3 separate regions of the Mus musculus genome follow, and regions 1 and 3 are each linked to region 2. The links are chromatin contacts, called in public promoter capture Hi-C and targeted proximity ligation maps. All regions are on one chromosome and are shown on one strand. The core of a region is the stretch at or near the end of the contact, and the rest is flanking DNA. Distances in the headings are between cores, read along the strand shown. Region 1 holds the start of Ppp1r14b (protein phosphatase 1, regulatory inhibitor subunit 14B). Region 2 holds the start of Rasgrp2 (RAS, guanyl releasing protein 2). Region 3 holds the start of Bad (BCL2-associated agonist of cell death).

Region 1 (2,802 bases), core at 110-2,609, 570 kb after region 2:
CAGCTCCCCCTTTATATAGCCCTGTGACTTAACTATGTGCTCTCACAACTGAAGTGTCCACGAGTTTTCCCGTTTAATGTTCCCCACAGCCTTCAGAGGAAGTCCATCGGTCCCCCCCCCCCCACCCACCACCTCTTTTCGGTCGTTTGTTCAACCAATAGGATGGAGAGTCCTTTGCCTGAGTCTGAGAGTTTTTCGAGCTAGAATTCGGTATGGACCTAATAGTGTCCTAATGCCTGTAGGTTTGACAAGGAGCACGCTGACCCAAGCTAAGGTATCAGCAGAGTCCTCAGAGCTCTGGCCCACCAAATTTTCGCTTTCTAGCAGAAAGACAAAGGAATGAATGAAACAATTTAAAGATGCAGACAGAATAAAGGAAGACTGGAAGGTGGCCTCCTAAAGTGTGAAGGATCGAGAAGTTACTGGGTGAACTAGCTTGCTGTCCCTACAGCAGAACAGGCAGGGGTCCCAATAAACGCTCATTTGGGGTCAACTGCTATTATTACCTTTATCATTGTGAGTTTTGGCTTCCCCACATGCTAGCTCTTTGCACCCGAGTTTCCTCCTTTGCACACGCTCAAGCTGCGGGGCGCCCAGGGCCTCGCCCAGCACAATCCTGCCAGCTCAGAGGGGCGCGCCCCAAACAAGTTTGCGCTTCAATGCGGGCTCTGCAGCTGGGAGGGGCAGCATCGACGAGCCGCTGACTACATTGCCCACAATACCACGCGCGCCGCCATCTCAGCCGGTGGGCGGTGGTCGTCCCAGTCCTGGCTATTGTAAGCCAAACGGCCAAATCTACACGCCCCCACCCCGAGCTCTTCCTTGAGGGGCGTGAGACCAGACCAAGTAGGGCATCCCGGCCGGCACCTGGGCAGTGCCTGGACCCCTTTACACCTCCGATCCCCGGAAGCCCTGTCCACGTGTCGACCCATGCGCGGAAGTTCTCTCGCCCCTTGATGACCAAGGGTCCCGCACGTTCCTCACCGCATCTGCGCCCACACCGTCTCATGCCTAGACTGTCTGTTTCTACCTTAGTGACAGAATGAAACAGGGTCAGAAGAGGACTATGGTCCTAGTGGCGTGAAGATCCAGGCATCCGACACCTAGAAGTCTAGGTTTGAGGCCAGAGGTTAAGTTATAGGAAACCGGACAGACAGTCCCCAAACCCGGCAAAGTAGATCCTCCCCTATCCCCTTTCAGGAGGCGGGGTTGGGGAGAGGGGGCCTGAAGCGGGGCTGGCCCTTTAAGGGGGTGTGGTCGGGGGGCGGGGGAAGAGAGCAAGACAGAGAAAGCGGCAGCGGCGGCGGCTCGGGCGGCGGCCGCGGGGGACAAAGGGCGGGCGGATCGGTGGGGAGGGGGCGGGGCGCGGCCAGGCCAAGCCCGGGGGCTCCGCATGCTGCAGCTGCCCCCGGGCGCCCCCGCCGCCGCCCTCGCCGCGGAGCTGCGCGGAACGGAGCCCGCGAGCTAACCGGAGCCAGCGGCCGGGAGCCAGCCGGCGGGCGTCCGGGAGGCGGCGGCGCAGGGAGGGGCCCGAGCGCGCACGTGGCCCCGGCGGCCGCCATGGCGGACAGCGGCCCCGCGGGGGGCGCGGCGTTAGCTGCCCCGGCCCCCGGGCCGGGCAGTGGCAGCACAGGGCCCCGAGTCTACTTCCAGAGTCCCCCTGGGGCCGCAGGCGAAGGCCCGGGGGGCGCTGATGACGATGGCCCGGTGAGACGGCAAGGGAAGGTCACCGTCAAGTACGACCGCAAGGAGCTACGGAAGCGCCTCAACCTGGAGGAGTGGATTTTAGAACAGCTCACGCGACTCTACGACTGCCAGGTGTGCTCCCCACCCCGCGCGGATACCCTAAAATCGGCCCTAAGTCGGTCTGTCTCCAGAGTCAATGGGAGCTCTGCTGCCAAGCCACCGGTCTTGCACTCGCCGCTCCCAGTGAGTGTGCGCTCTTTCTTGCCTGACCTAAGACACTCTAGCTTTCTCCGCTGCCCGGGACCTTGCGTCCTTCGTGGTACTGCCTCAGGTTAAGCATAGTGTCCTCGCCGAGTCTAGAAGAACTAGATAGCCTGCTGGAGGCAGGGGTCTAGCTTGGGCTAACAGTGAAAGGTCTAGTCTAGTCTGGGCTAGCATCGACACTAGTTGAAAGGTACTAGTTTAACTGTCTCAAGTGTTACAAAGGATCTGAGGAGTTGTTGTGGGCTAGCCTGCCATTCTGTCTACAGAGACAGGTTAACCAGCTCTCCCAGCTCTGGTTCTCCACCCCATGTTCCTTGCTTGTTCAGATGGTGACTCAGGCCCCCAGGGGTAGGGTGGAGGAGTGGGCCTGCCCTCTAATGCCTACCCTAGCCCAGCCCTGGAATGCAGCTGGCTCCAAGTGTGATAGCTGTACCCTTGGGGAGGGGGGTGTACCCCTTTCTCCTCAAAGCATGGGCTCTTTGTTTCCCCTTTATCAAGCATGGGTCTTTCACACTGACCCCTCACCCTCACTTCCTCCCCCCCCCCCCAGGAAGCTGTGACAGGTGTTTGGGGGAGGGGAGGGCTGTGATGAACTAGGACAGCTGGCCCACCAGTGCTCTGGTGAGCCGGAGGTCCCGGATGCTGAGAAGGCACATCTGCTAGGTTCAAAGCCCAAGGTCCCCAGCCCTGTCTGTCTGGCGCCCCTGGTGCCCACTGGCAGGGACAGGAAGTTCCCCCTCATTGGGCAATTTGCCTTGGCACAGACCTGATCTGTTTTCCTTCCCAGAGCAGCTGTCTTTGCTGGGCAAGGAGGGCTGGGCTGGTTTTGAGTGAGGCAGGGAGCCCTCTCCA
Region 2 (2,738 bases), core at 83-2,582:
GCTTCCAGTTCCGAAACTGCAAAGCACCTACCCAATTTATAGACGCCTCTTTCTCTCTTGCCCAGTGGGGTGTCCCTCGCCCCATCTCTAGACAACGAACCTGGGTTCCCAGGGAGCCGCGTGTTCGTTCATTCATTCCTGGCTTTTTGAGGCTCCACTGGACCAAAACCAGCTCGCATTCTGTCCCAGCCCCTCCCCCAGGCCATCGCAAGGATCCGCAGCCCCACGCCCGCGACCTCCACCACGCCCGGGCCTCCGCCGCCCGCAGGAAGACGCCCGGGCCCGGGCAGGGTGAACCCCGTGGGAACGGTTTGTCTCGAAAACAGGAACCCGGACCGGGGGGCTGGGCGGGGCGCCCCTTCCCCACCGCAGTCCGCTTCCTGCCCCTCCCGGCTTCCTCCGTGCGACACCCAGGCGGGGCGCAGAGCCCGGGGGTGTCGCGGTGGGGGAGGGCTGCTGCACGCGGTCCCCACACCAACAGTGGCGCAGCCCCCCGCCCGCGGTTAAACTCTCTGGGGCGGCAGGGGAGGGGTTAATCTGCTTCAGGGCCCGGCGCGCGCGGGGCGAGAGGGGGAGTCCCCGGTGGAGGAGGCGCGGCGCGGGGTGCAGGGGCGGGGAGGGGGCGGGGCGGCAGGGCGCTGGGCCGCGGCGCGGAGACCGGGTGGGAGCCGCAGCCGCAGCGAGGCCGGCGGGCGGGAGCGCACGGAGGTGGCGCTGGCCGGGCAGGGTTCGGGGTCCGCGCTGCGGGTCCCAAGAGTGAGTGAGCGAGCACGCGCGCGGGTGGGGCGTGGGACACAGAGGGTGCGGCCCCTAGGGATCTCCTAGGGGCAGGCTGGCGGGGACTGCGGGTGGGTGGGGAATCTGCGGTCCTGGGTGGGACAGAGCTTGCGGAGGGGATGAGGCACTTAGAGCCACCCGCAGGAGGGGGGCGTTCGAGGCATTCCGGTGCTCGCCTGAAACGTATCTACCAGGCTCTTCCCTGCAAGTCCCCATTTGACAGATGGGAAAATTGAGGTTCAGAGAGACTAAATGATTCTCAAGGTCACCCAGCAAGGAAGTAACAGTCAGGAGGGAACGACTCTGAGAAGTCCTCGGGAGGATTCCCTAATGTAGGGGAGTCTGTGTAAGGGCGAGGTCCCTTTCCTTGGGACAAGGTTTTGGCGAGATCCAGGAATGTAAAGAACCCCAGGCTTTGGGGCTGCGAGCCCTGGAGCCTGGTTGAGGGGGGAGGGGCGGCAGAATGGGTGTGTGCGCAACCAGGGGGTATGTGGATGCGTGTGGGAGTGTACATGCGTGGAGATGCACTGTCTTTGCGTGTGTGCACACGTGTTCAGATGTCAGAGCTACTGTGATCGAGAGATCAGAGGCTGAGCTGGTTCAAGTGAACAGAAGGTCTGGGAGGTGAACTGCATTCAGGTTTGCATTCTGAAGTAAAGGACTTGGGTATGTGTGGCTGAGGATTTTCATTGCAGGTGTGCATGGGATGTGGGTGCCATTGTGTGTGATTAGGACGGGAGGTGTCTATGACCCTGGTGTGTGTGAAAAGGGTCTTCTTGCACTTAATGTAGGTCATTGGCCTTCGGCAAATACCTAGTCTAGAGAATAGGTGTTTGTTCCTGCATGGGTGCTTTTATAGTCCCCACTGATGACCAGGATTATTAATGGTGTCATGCAGGCCATGGCGCTAGCGGCCCCTTCTGGGCTCCCTACTCGGTGCTCTCACGCACAATTTAACTATGCAGCAGGGTGGGTGGGAAGGCGGGAGCCCAGGTTGGGAAGATATATGGCAATTCTGGAAGGGCTAGGACCGGACTCCTGGGACCTTAGTACTTGTGGGTTGGGAGTCCGCGGTTCCCAGGCTTTGGCTTCCCACTGACATCTCCCAACCGCAGTGGGCTACCCCTCCCACCCCCCGCCCCAGGAATGTTCTTCTCTCTAGCCCTCCTCCCCAAGGGCAGGCCCCTGGGGGATGCTACGGCCCCGCCTCCCACTCGGGGAGCCCAGGAGGGGGAGATGTAGGCAGGACTCCTGGGTTCCCTCCTCCCTCCTTCCATCCCAGGGAGAAATTCCTCCGAGGTCCCCTCAGGCACTGGGTTCCCAAAATAACCCTGCGGGGGAAGGGAGGCTGTGAAGGGAGGGGAAGCGGGAGGAGTGCAGAGTCAAGCTGTGGGGTGTTGCAGGTGCCTGTGGGGAGCAAATGCAAGGAGAGGAGGGCCCGCCAGGAGGCTTGGGGCACTAACTAACCCCTGGGGTCCTGGCTCGTCCCTTATTCTCGTAGAACCCTTCTAACCTCCCGCGACTCCGCGGGTGGGCCGGAAGCCTCTCAGCTAGTCCATTTCCCAACTAGCGAGTTGCACCATCCCGGGGCAGGACCGTTTAACCCTAGAGGGGCAACGGCAGGCAACTCCGCCCATGCCCAGCAGGGGGCGTGCCCACTCCGCCCCGTTCCTACGCGCCGAGCCGCTCCCCCCACCTCCCGCGCCTCTGCTGACTCCCACTTCTCCCAGGACAGGGGTCCGAATTGAGCACCGTGGGAGGCTCTGAGAGTGTAGCTTGGGTCTAGCCTACTGGCACCGGCAGCCATGACGAGCACTCTGGACCTGGACAAGGGCTGCACCGTGGAGGAGCTGCTCCGTGGTTGCATCGAAGCGTTTGGTGAGTTGCATGCAGCACGAGGGGTCACACCCAGCTGGACCCTGAACCAGACTCTAGGCCAGAACCTACCCAGGCTCCTATTT
Region 3 (2,700 bases), core at 15-2,514, 540 kb after region 2:
GTTCCTCTTTCCCCTCCAATAATCCGGATTGGGAGGCTTCTTCCTCTGTCCTCAAGATTCCAGACGTGTTCCCCCACCGCGTCCACCCTCAGCCCCGGTGAATAAGAGGAAGTCGATGTCAGGTCTCAGGCCGCTGCGGGGTAAGCGGGATCCGGTCGCCGGGACACCGGGCTCCAGCTCCCCGGCTCCCTCTGCTCCGCCCCACTCCTGCGCCTGCGCGGACGTCCGTTCGCTACGTAAACTGCGTAGCGACCGGCAGGGACTCCGAAGCCATGCGCCGCGCCCGGCGTGCATCTCTTCGAGAATCGCCGCAAGGTGCGCTGCCGGCGGGTGTCCCGGGTTACGGATGGCGGCGGGCGGCCGAGAGTAGAGCAGGCCGCACGCAGCAAGCACCTGGGCTACCAGTGCCATGGACCGCCAGCTCTTAATGTTTGGGGACTACCATTTCCCACGCTTAGATTCCCAAATCCACATCGCGTTCGGCGTGCCCATATGGGGGGCGGCAACGACTTCCCCGCACAGGGTCACTGAAGGAAACTTCCGCCCACAACCAAGATGGTACCCGGACCCCGCCCCCTAGCTTCTGTCTGCAGGCCCCGCGCTCCGGCCCGGGGCAGCGTACGCACACCTATCCTGGCAGCAGAGGCCCCTGGAGCCCCACGGCTCGCCTTCCTGGGCGCCCCGTCCCTTCTTCCGCACCCGGGCGGCCATCCTGCCGTAAAGGAGCTCCCGAAATGGCGCGGGGGGTTGTCCCCAAGACGGGCAGTGCAAGGCCTCCACGATCGGGAAGAAGGAGCTGGTCTTCCCATCCCGGTCACTCGGTCCAGGGGGAGCAATAACCATCGCAACGACCATTGCATCCGACGGCCGAGCTTCAGTGAACGGCTCTATAAGTAATCACTAAGCTGTTTACAGAGTTTTCACCAGCTCCCCAGGGAGGTGTCATTAACCCCATTTTACAGGAGGGAATTCGGGCCCAGAAGGGCTGGAGGACTTATCAGCCGAAGCAGGCCTCCAGGATCCAAATGGGAACCCCAAAGCAGCCCTCGCTGGCTCCTGCACACGCCCTAGGCTTGAGGAAGTCCGATCCCGGAATCCGGAGCCTGGGGAGCGACGCGGGAGGAAGGCGGTGGAGACCAGCAGGTCGGCGCAGGGGTGGGACCTGGCTTGGGGTGGCCCCGCCTCCAGGCCGACCCGGGATTTACTTCGAAAACTGATTGGGTCAGATCTGTGACAGTTCTCGTCGCCCAGGAAACTAGGGCCGGGCGCCCTTAGAACTGGAGGGAGGAGGCAGGCCCGGGTCAGGGGCCTCGAGATCGGGCTTGGGGTGAGACCTATTCCCGGTCCTAACGGGCAGGGGGAGCGCACTAGTGTCTGGACAGAGCTCTGAAGAGAGATTTAATATTCGGGCGACAGCCAGGCAGACTGAGCAGACAAATGAGGGATTGGGAAGATTTGGGGAGTTGAGCTACCGTGGTGGGAGAGGGAGACAGGAGTACCTCTCCTCTGCTTCTCATAAACACTGTTTGCCTAGCTGTGTAGTGAGTACTTCTTACCTTGTCTCTACAGCCCAGAGTATGTTCCAGATCCCAGAGTTTGAGCCGAGTGAGCAGGAAGACGCTAGTGCTACAGATAGGGGCCTGGGCCCTAGCCTCACTGAGGACCAGCCAGGTCCCTACCTGGCCCCAGGTCTCCTGGGGAGCAACATTCATCAGCAGGGACGGGCAGCCACCAACAGTCATCATGGAGGTAGGTTCCTCACTACCATTATCTGCCTGTCCCATGCCCCCTGACTCTCAGGTGCCCCTTACGTTGCTGTTGCAGCCATACTTCCTAAAGATTCTTGGGAAGCCCCAGATAGCTCCTTTCATCAGATTGCTTCTTCTACAAACCATCACTGGGCTAATTCACAGAGATGTATGGTATGCCCTTAATGATTAAGCTGACTCACTGAATGCTGAAAACAGACCCCCTTATTATGTCCCCAAGATCAGTGGGAGGTAAGCAGAGCCCCAAAGAAGTGACTTTTCTCTTTATTTATTTATTTATTCATTTATTTATTGTATGTGAGTACACTGTAGCTGTCTTCAGAAGAGGGCATCAGATCCCATTACAGATGGTTGTGAGCCACCATGTGGTTGCTGGGAATTGAACTCAGTACCTCTGGAAGAGGAGTCAGTGCTCTTAACCACTGAGCCATCTCTCCAGCCCAAGAAGTGGCCAGTAGGTCCGTTCGTTCGTTCGTTCTTTCTTTCTTTCTTTCTTTCTTTCTTTTTTTAAAATGATTATTTTTTGGTTTTTCAAGACAGGGTTTCTCTGTGTAGCTCTGGCTATCTTGGAACTCACTCCTACAGAAAAACCAATAAATAAATAATAATAATAAAAACTAATAAAAAAGGAAGAAGAAAGCTGAAGGTTAAAAGAAGGGATGGGGGAGGGGACTGGAAAAATGGCTCAGTGGTTCAGAGCATTTACTACCAGGCTGGCCTTGAACTCAGAAATCCTCATGTCTCTGCCTCCCAAGTGCTGGGATCAAAGGCGTGCACCACCGCCGCCCAGCTCAGTAGGTTCTTTCTTACTCTATGGCTCGCCTTCAGCCCGACTATTCTTGCCCAGATGGGACAGGCAGGTGACCCTAAGTGACAAACAAGAGCCGTGTGAAGCTGGAAAGTGTGAGTGAGTGCCAAGATGGAAGGAGAG

What was found. Promoter capture Hi-C pulls out the DNA fragments that hold promoters and counts their contacts.
Region 1: a targeted proximity ligation map of embryonic stem cells shows a contact between it and region 2, with 9 read pairs. A contact is called at or near these places in 12 of 39 promoter capture datasets (the C10 cell line, the HPC-7 cell line, cranial neural crest and 9 more), 2 of 484 Hi-C or Micro-C datasets (CD4 T cells and embryonic stem cells), 27 of 130 datasets of targeted methods (SST interneurons, T-cell acute lymphoblastic leukemia, bone marrow-derived macrophages and 16 more) and 4 of 9 other capture datasets (adipose tissue, embryonic stem cells, liver and 1 more).
Region 3: a promoter capture Hi-C map of embryonic stem cells shows a contact between it and region 2, with 2.5 times the contacts expected there. A contact is called at or near these places in 20 of 39 promoter capture datasets (the 3T3-L1 cell line, 3T3-L1-derived adipocytes, the C10 cell line and 13 more), 6 of 484 Hi-C or Micro-C datasets (B cells, embryonic stem cells and uterus), 24 of 130 datasets of targeted methods (the SCID.adh cell line, T-cell acute lymphoblastic leukemia, acute myeloid leukemia and 16 more) and 5 of 9 other capture datasets (adipose tissue, embryonic stem cells, liver and 2 more).

Annotation. Positions count from the first base shown.
Region 1 is chr19:6,973,689-6,976,490 of GRCm38.p6, forward strand. It overlaps Ppp1r14b (protein phosphatase 1, regulatory inhibitor subunit 14B), which reads left to right and starts at 1,360. Exons shown (of 4, transcript NM_008889.2): 1 at 1,360-1,818. The coding sequence starts at 1,561. It also overlaps a transcript of Plcb3 not described here.
Region 2 is chr19:6,399,209-6,401,946 of GRCm38.p6, forward strand. It overlaps Rasgrp2 (RAS, guanyl releasing protein 2), which reads left to right and starts at 1,333. Exons shown (of 17, transcript NM_011242.3): 1 at 1,333-1,443; 2 at 2,513-2,655. The coding sequence starts at 2,583.
Region 3 is chr19:6,941,298-6,943,997 of GRCm38.p6, forward strand. Bad (BCL2-associated agonist of cell death) reads left to right here and starts at 1,265. Exons shown (of 4, transcript NM_001285453.1): 1 at 1,265-1,327; 2 at 1,570-1,749. The coding sequence starts at 1,578. It also overlaps a transcript of Gpr137 not described here.